Regions from separate parts of the Mus musculus genome. Here region 2 is linked to region 1. The links are chromatin contacts, called in public promoter capture Hi-C maps. All regions are on one chromosome and are shown on one strand. The core of a region is the stretch at or near the end of the contact, and the rest is flanking DNA. Distances in the headings are between cores, read along the strand shown. Region 1 holds the start of Klhl28 (kelch-like 28). Region 2 holds the start of Dmac2l (distal membrane arm assembly complex 2 like).

Region 1 (4,277 bases), core at 1,107-3,606:
AGGATCCATAAAGTTGCATGCTGTCCCTGGTGTGGTCACCACAGTAGCAGTGTGCACTCTGAGTCCTGTTACCGGACATAAGCCAGTCTGTATCTGCTCCATGTGCCAAATGGCTTGACCTGCCCTGGGCCGAAGACGGCATGAGTATTGCATACTCCACAAATCCCTGTTCTGTTAGCCGTGGAAGAGTTTTTCTGGCCAATCGGGCCTGCACGGCATTCATCACCCCATCGCCATTATCCTGCAATTCAACAGTATCTACAGCTTTAAAAAGAACATTGGTTTTACCTGAGCCCATTGATGATGCCAAAACAGCAAAGGCCTCTAAAGCTGCCTGGCGTACCCTGCGTTTGCTATCCACAAGAGCTGGAGCAAGATCAAAGGACAGTTTGGGTAAGTCAAAATCCTCACTGGGGTAGGTCAGGAGGGAACAGATGCAAATGTTCACTACTTCCTCCCGTACTCTGGAATGCTTATGTTTAAGGTTTTCCAGGAGCAAAGAAAGCACCCGCTGAGGACCCACTTCTTTCATTAGCTTTAGGAAGATTTTCATGTACTCCTGCTTGATCACCAACTTGTTGTCTGCCAGCACTTTCACAGAAGCCGCTATAACTGGTCCCAAGAACTGTTGCACCTGCTCTCCCAGGCGAATGACCAGCAAATGGAGAACTTGAAGTGTGCCATGGACCACTTTGAAATTGGAATCGTCTAGCAAGTTATACAATAAGCTAATGAAACCAACGAGACTAGCATGAGGGGTCGAACTTGGGTTAAATTTTCCCAGCAACTGCTTTAGTTCTTCAACAGCCTGAGTCCTGTTTTTATAATCTTCCTGATCCAACAGTCTTGCATGGAGTTCCTGGGGAATAATCTCAAATTTAAGATTGCTACTGGAAAGATTCACTACACACGGGGCAGCATCTTCAGAAAACCCGGAGGCTTCTAGCTCCAAATAATAAGGAACCTGACTTCCATACTGGGACTCCAGGCGGCGATTGTAGTGCCTCCTCAGTGCAGAAGGCAAACGCGAGATGTAGGAGTGAAACCTCTCTTGACCAAGTCGTTCTCCAATTTGTTGAAGTGAAGAGAAGGCTGTCTCGGATTCTTCTTCCATCTCCTGATCGCCAAGCTTTCGGGCCAGAGATATTATTACTTCAGTGAGATCCAAACCCTGCAACAAATCCTCAGGAGTGAACAAGATAGGGAGCAACAGCGCAGTGGAAGCTCTAAGCCGGGCATCTGGACTTTCCAGGCCTTGGATGAGAGTTCGCAGGACCTGCCCAGAACTACGCCTAAGACAAATATGCAGGATCTGCAGCGCATCTTTCCGTAGGGCAGGGTTATCTTCTCGTAACGAGACAACGAGCTGAGGCAAAAGCGCTAAACTGAAGGCCTCTTCCAGCTGACCCGCCTCGCCCTGACCCCGAAGAACGTCCGAGAGAAGCTGCAAGCAGAGCCTCTTCTCCTCACTGCCGCCTTCCACAAGCACTCGGCCCAGCGCCCGATATAAGGCTTCCTTGCGGCGGGGAAAGCCAAGCCGGCCGCCTCGCCGCGGCAAGGCAGCCTGCAAAGCCTGGAACGCCTCGGAAGGATCCGGTGCGGTGCGCAGGAGTTGAAGAAGCCGAGTCTCCTCCTCATCTCCGCCCGAGAGCCCACTTCCAGGCCCGGACCAGCTAGTTGAAACAGCCTCCGCCGGTAACAGGAGGGTCGAGGCCAGAGGCGACGGCGTCGCGGGGCAGGAGCCATGATCCCCGGCAGCCCCACGGCAGTAATAGTTTTTCTCGCCTCTCATGGTGCCCCCGGATCGACGACCATCAGTCCCTGGGGCGTAAGGACGACAGCGGCTCAGGAGGCGATAGGAACCAGGGGTCGCAGGAGGCGGCAGCGGGAGCAGCTCGGAAGGCGCGGCCGCCATGGAGGGTCGTCAGGTAGCGAGAGCTGGAGGGAACCATTGCCGTCTTGGGAGGGCTGGATGAAGCCCAGCCTTCCAGTTCCTCTCCAAGCCCCGAGCTGCAGAGGAAGAGAAGGAACGGCTCCGGTCAGCTGCCAGGCCGCTCGGGCCTTCCACTCCCGGAGCCAGCCTCCGGCAAAATGGCCCCCGCTGAGCCTGGGACCCCACAGGCGCCACCCGGCGTAACCAGGGCCACCACGTGACCAAACCGAGCGCTTCCATGGTGATGCACCCAGAGCGGACCTCTTGACCCGGAAACCAATCTGCCGCGGTGGATGCTGGGTTATGTAGTCCATGTAAGGACTTAAAGCATAGGCCGAAGATTCCTGGAAGAGGAAGTCTGAACGTAGCCAGAATGAAGAGGCGGGGTCAAGGCCTTAGACGGAAATGACGCTCCCTTGTCCGGGGCGGAAGTTTTCCACCCCACCCATAAGAGTTGAGGTTTGACGGGAGCAAGAGAGGATCCCATCCCGGGTTCCAGTTTTCCGTGGCTCCTCCTCCTGTTGCTGCAGGTGTTATTCCTGGGACTCAGGTATTTTCCTTTTGCTATTATACAGTGGTGCAGGCTTTGGTGGTGTGTTCCCCGAGTGCCCCAGGAGCCAGAATGCGAGGCAAAGAACTGGACCAGAGCAGGCAGAGAGAGACGACATGTTCTGCACAGTGCTGGTTACCATTGTAAACGTTCTACTCACTGCTGTCCAAAATAAGATTCTTTCTACCTGCAGCCTGCTTAGTAGTACAGGAGAACCTAACCGAGGCCAAGCACACAGAGTACTTTTTTAAAAAAGACTTTCTTGTCGTTGGGGACCTTCCTCGCCCCGCCCTCTTCTCCCTTGCCTCCTTTTCCTCTCTTCACCCGCTGGCTATGGAGTGTTAAAGGCTTCTGTCCCTTTTCATTGTCCGCATCACCAAGTTTTCTTATAGATAGGTAGAATCAGTGTTTTCCCCTTTGCATTAAACGGAGTGCTTAAAGCCTTTATCTTTTAACTCCTCTGTGGGACTTTTCCTTTCGCCCCACCTCCACCTTTCCCATCTCCCCTAGGATACTCCAGAGTCTCTGCAGTCTTTCAGTCTCCTGGAGACGGAGATCGCTAGACAATTTCAGTTGTGGTGCAAGTTCTTAGCATTACAGTCCTAAGAGAATTCTGCACAGAGGATTTAGGTTGATAGACATTATTTTAAGCAAAATGAGAATTTGATAGCTGATGAGTGTTTTTTTTTTTTTTGTAAAAGAAACTATAAATAGACTCAGTTCAACTAAGAGTATCTCCTATACGGCCACACCCCTTTGGGGCATGAAAGAGCAACTTTTTTGTGTGTCTGTATTTGAAACATTAATGCTGAATTACTGTATAGCCCAAGCTGGTCTTGAAGTCTTGACCCTCCTATCAGTCTTCTGATTGTTGAGATTACCAGTGTGCACTGTCAAACCAAGCTTGAAAACAGATTTGTTGTTGTTCGGCAGACTTTTAAAAGAAATAATACAATTACTTTTCAGTGAGAAAAGACTGAGTTATAATTTGAAGTTCCAAGCTTATATTCTTCAAATGCAAAAGTATTTCTGTCCCTCTTTGTATTAAATGGATATCTCTCAATTTTTATTTTATTTTATTTTATTATTTTGAGACTGGGTTTTCCTGTCTAGTCCTAGTTGTTCTGAACTCCCTGTGTAGACCAGGCTGGCCTCCAACTTAGAGATCTGCCTGCCTCTGCCTCCCAAGTGTTGGGATTAAAGCCCTGTGCCACCATACCCAGCTATATTATTTTTTGAAATCTTGAAATAATTGAGTCACATGTATCAAAGTGCTTTATAACAATAATTAATACTCCTGGTGATGCAAGTTGAAATTGTATTTATTAGTTTTTATTATAACATAATTAAAATGTTCTTAATTTTTTATTTTGGAAAAAGTATTAATATAAATGAGGCTGTATAACCATGTATCCTGTGCTTTGGTTTAAAGCTTTGGTGGGTTTCTTCACTTTCTTTTATCTTCTGTTTTGTGGTTTGCTGCTGCTGTTCTGTGTTATTTCACTGTCCTGAACACTGAACCGAGGGGCTTTGTTCATGCTGGGAAGTGTTCTGCCACTGAGTGTCGTCCACAGCCTTCATTCATCATTTGGATGTATAAGTAGATCTGCCTGAGTTTGGTTTAACACATGTATTTTAGTAGAAAAACAATAACAGACGTGCTGCTGTCCCCACCCATTTTCTATTTTTAGAGAGAGTAAGGATGGAAATGAAAACCAAGAGATGATTATAATGCTGGTCAGTGAAAAAGAATGAGTACCGGATGGCTGGGTGTAGGTCTTAGAGAGCACTTGC
Region 2 (4,277 bases), core at 1,073-3,572, 4.8 Mb before region 1:
AAGCAGTAAGCAACACTCTTCCATGGCCTCTACTTCAGTTTCTGCTCGAACTTTCCTTCACAATGGACTATAAGCTGTAAGACGAAATAAATCCTTTCCTTCTGAGTTGCTTTTGGTCATGATATTTATCACATCAAAAGCAAACTAGGACACTGGGGTCTTTATTATTTCTCACAACTGCATGAGAACCCACAATTACTGTAACACACTGAATTTAAGATACAATCATCCATGCTGTTTGTTTGTGATGGAATGAATAAACAGGGAACATTGTTTCTTCCCCACCAATGAAACAAAACATGTAGTACTACTCATGAAATCAATCAATCAAGCATAATAAAAAGCTAATGCTTTGCCAAGCTCTTCTCATACACACACTATTATCTGCTCAGGGGCACTTCAGACAGAAAATTGTCTGAGGTGGAGATGATAGGTTGAACCTGAGCCACCTACTGGCTGGAACCAACATTCAAACCAGCGAGTCCTTCCTTCCAGCGACAGTCTGTCCTGTTAAGCTGGTCTAACCCTAAAGATGAAGGACTACCATCAAGCACCGAATGGGAATTACATTGGTATGGTGACAAAGAACCACAAAGTTTTACAGTTATAAGGTCTTTTAAGTGACTGCATAGCTCTCATTTTTACAGTGGAGGAAACACAAGTGCCCTCCCCTGTGAGTGGCTATCTGGAGGCATGGACATTTAAAGCTCTCTCTTAGTCTAGTGATTAAGGAAAGGTTGAGCCAGGAAGTCTGCATGGGACTGACCTAGGCACATATGTTATACTTGTGTAGCTTGGTTTTCTTTTTTTTTTTTTTTTGTTTTTTTTTTTTTTAAGATTTATTTATTTATTTATTTATTTATTATATGTAAGTACACTGTAGCTGTCTTCAGACACTCCAGAAGAGGGGAGTCAGATCTCGTTATGGATGGTTGTGAGCCACCATGTGGTTGCTGGGATTTGAACTCAGGACCTTCGGAAGAGCAGTCGGGTGCTCTTACCCACTGAGCCATCTCACCAGCCCGTAGCTTGGTTTTCAAGTGGGATAAGCAGGAGCCCGCCTTTGGGACCCTTTTCTCCTACTGGGCTGCCCTGTCTAGCTTCAAGAGGAGAGAATGTGTCTAGTCTTATGCAACGTCACATACAGTGGCTGGTTGATATCCATAGGAGGCTGCCCCTTTTCCTAAGTGGGTGGGTGGGGGTGGGGTCGATAGTGAGAAGAAGGCTACAGCGCTTTGGATGCCTGCTTTTAAAAATTTGGCAAGAATTTGAGGTTGGGCCAGGACTGGGAAGTAGGCTCAAGATGAACACAGCTGAGGACAGAGTTATTTTGTATTTTGATGGGTCTTGATAAGACTCTGAATACAACTATCATGGCACCTTTGTTTAGGCTTTGTTCCTTAACTCTGTTTATGACTTAGGACTGACCTTATTCTTTGCATGTACTTAGAATTGTATAAAAGCAGACTGACTGGAGGAAAAATAACCTTGCTTCAACCTCAGAACGGGCTAGGGTTATGTTAATAGTACTGTCTAATTGTCTTTTTCTTTTCAATTTTTTCATCCCTCCCTGGAGAACCTGTTGACTGAGCTGGCTTAGTCAGGAAGGCCTGAGAGAAGGAAGGGGAAGCTGGGGCAGAGATGTAAATTAATAAAGAAAAGTTTGGGGCTAGAGAGATGGCTCTATGGTTAAGACTGTTAACTGGTCTTACCTGAGGGCCTAGATTCCCAGCACCCACATGGCAGCTCAGAATTTCCAGTTCCAGGCGATCCTGTACTCCCCTTTCTGGTCTCACAAACTCCTGCACATACCTGTTGCAATAAGCTCGCATAGGCACATATACAAGTCAATAATAGAAACCAAAAAAACAACACTAAATGACGACAGAGACCGAGCCGTCTACTTTCATCCAGCGCCTAGCTCAGCGCCCGATATTTACAAGCTGAGTCAGTGGTTGAATGAACAACCAACCAGGAGCCCCATGAAGGGCCCAGAAACCTGCGGGCAATCAGCAGGGTAGTGACAGGGAGCGGCAGGAGGTGGCTTAGTCCCCAGCTCCCGGGCCACAGCGTCGCCAACCGACCAGGAGGCGTGGCCGAAGGAGAGGCCGCAGGAGCCAGGGGTCACCCCGACATGCCCAGCCTTCTCTGGCGGAACAGCGCCGGCGTCCAGTCAAGCCTGTGCGGGCGGAGGTCCCGGAGAGTGGAACCACCACCCGGTCCCCGCCTTCGCCCTAGCTCCTCTTACTCACGGCGTGCTGCGTCCCTGCGCCTGGCCGGCCCTTCGCCCTCGGTCTTTTCCTTCCACGGCGCTCGCTCATTGGCCAGCGGAGACCACGCCCACGTCAGGCAAACGCGCGTGTTTCATTGGCTCTCGTCTGGGGGCGGGGCTGGAGAGCGGCGCGCTTCACCCTTAGAGTCCGTTCAGGTTGCGGGTGCTGGGGTGGAGGGAGGGGAGGTGGCGCAGGCCATGTGGCCGACCCTGCGCTACGTAGGCGGTGTCTGCGGACTGGCCCGGTACTGCGTGGCTGGGGGCTTCCTCCGCGCAAGTGGACCGGCGTCCGGGGTGCCCGGGCTACTGTGCGGGGGTGGCCGCAGAAGCTCCAGCACCAGGTAAGTGAGAGGCGGCGGCCTGCACTTGCTGTTCCGCTCAGGGATCTCCAACTGAACCTGTCTGTGTCCCCCGACTCGATGTCTCTGTCCCCGGCGAGGAAGTCCTGATTCTGTGGTCCAGCCTCGAATCCCAGGAGCTGCTGACCCGCAGGGTTCGTCCACTGCGTTTGTGCGCCATAGGAAAGGCAGTGTTGAGTTGAGGTCCGGAGCTAATCTGGCTCCGAATACACAACTCCTCTCCATTTCTTAACCACTCTAAAGGGTGACTGGTGACTAGGATCCTAGTCTGGCCCCTAGGTGGTCACTTTGAAGATTAAAAGACCTAGCACACTGCCAATAAGTATGCAGCTTCTTAACTATCATCCCCTGTGTTGCTTGGAAAATCCAGAACTTGGCTTCTGTGGGTCAGTTCCTTGCACACACTAGAGTTGTCCTCACTAGAAGCAACTCAGTTGCCTACTGTGAGCTGCCTAGGAAAGCTGGCAAATACAGTGTTCGGTGTGAAAGCTTTAAGGGCGGGGTGGAGGGGTGGGGGTGGGGGAGCTTTTGATTGTTTGAGACAAGGTAGACCATGCGAATGGATTTAGTGGCAGACCGAGGTGTGGCACGACCCTGGAGAGGGGCAGTGTTTTTGTTTAAGACGCGTTTAAAGCATGTTAAACGGTACTGGTTTGTTTTCCTTTGGCTGTCCTATGACTCCGGTGTAGATCAGGCTGGCCTCTAATGCCTCAAGCTATCAACCTGCCACTCCTTTCCTAGTGCAGGAATTAAAGGCACGTGCCACCCAACCTGCGCCACCTTAACTTTTGAGACTGGATCTCTCCCAATTTCTCTCCCTCTCCCTGTCCCCCTCCCTTTTTCCCTCCCCCTCCGTGTGTGTGTGTGTGTGTGTGTGTGTGTGTGTGTGTTTCTATCTGTCACTTGCTTTTTCCACATGGGGTCTCTCTTTGTATCCTGGCTATCTTGTTGACCAGGCTGTCCTTGAACTCAGAGATCTTCAGTGTCTGCAGGGATTAAAGGTGTTTGCCTCCACTGCCTCGGGGCAGGAGAGGGATGGGGTGGGGGATAGGGTCTCTTGAGGTGATTGGTTGGTTGCTCAGTAAGCACGAGGGATCTGCCTGTCTCCCTGCCCCTGATCCCAAGGTTACATGGGTTGAACAAGGAATGCCCTTACATAAAGGTGCTTTGGGTACAAACTCAAGTCCTCACTTGTATGGCAAGCACTTTGCCAATTAACCATTTTCTTATCCCAGTTTTTAAAATACTGATTATTTTGAAACAATTGTAGACCTATAGAAAGTTGCAAAAATTATAGAATGGTTTTATGTCACCTTCCTCCTGTCCCACCATTTGCCTTGGTGTTAATGTTGATACAATGCACACATTCAGGTTTTACCAAATTTATGTGCATTCTGTGTTCTGTGTATAGCTCTATACAGTTTAATCATATTTTGTGTAATCTCAGTTTGGGCATAGAAATGCTCTATTGTGGGCCTGGACACGGGTGCCCTCTAAGGTGTCAGGGCCCGGTTATTAGTGAGCTTTTGAGGATCACCAAAGACGAGCCCTGACAGCTGCCCACAGCTCTGCCAGACACTGGGCTATAGCAGCTGCCCTGGTAGCAACATGAATGAACAGTATCTGCCAAGTGCTGGCTTTCTAAT

The links. Promoter capture Hi-C pulls out the DNA fragments that hold promoters and counts their contacts.
Region 2: a promoter capture Hi-C map of pre-B cells shows a contact between it and region 1. The contact joins the promoter of Dmac2l here to the promoter of Klhl28 in region 1. A contact is called at or near these places in 2 of 39 promoter capture datasets (cranial neural crest and pre-B cells).

What each region holds. Positions count from the first base shown.
Region 1 is chr12:64,963,615-64,967,891 of GRCm38.p6, reverse strand. It overlaps Klhl28 (kelch-like 28), which reads left to right and starts at 2,356. Exons shown (of 5, transcript NM_025707.3): 1 at 2,356-2,483. Togaram1 (TOG array regulator of axonemal microtubules 1) reads right to left here and starts at 2,150. Exons shown (of 20, transcript NM_177805.3): 1 at 1-2,150. The coding sequence starts at 1,915.
Region 2 is chr12:69,722,990-69,727,266 of GRCm38.p6, reverse strand. It overlaps Dmac2l (distal membrane arm assembly complex 2 like), which reads right to left and starts at 2,322. Exons shown (of 5, transcript NM_026536.2): 1 at 2,253-2,322. L2hgdh (L-2-hydroxyglutarate dehydrogenase) reads left to right here and starts at 2,393. Exons shown (of 10, transcript NM_145443.2): 1 at 2,393-2,613. The coding sequence starts at 2,471.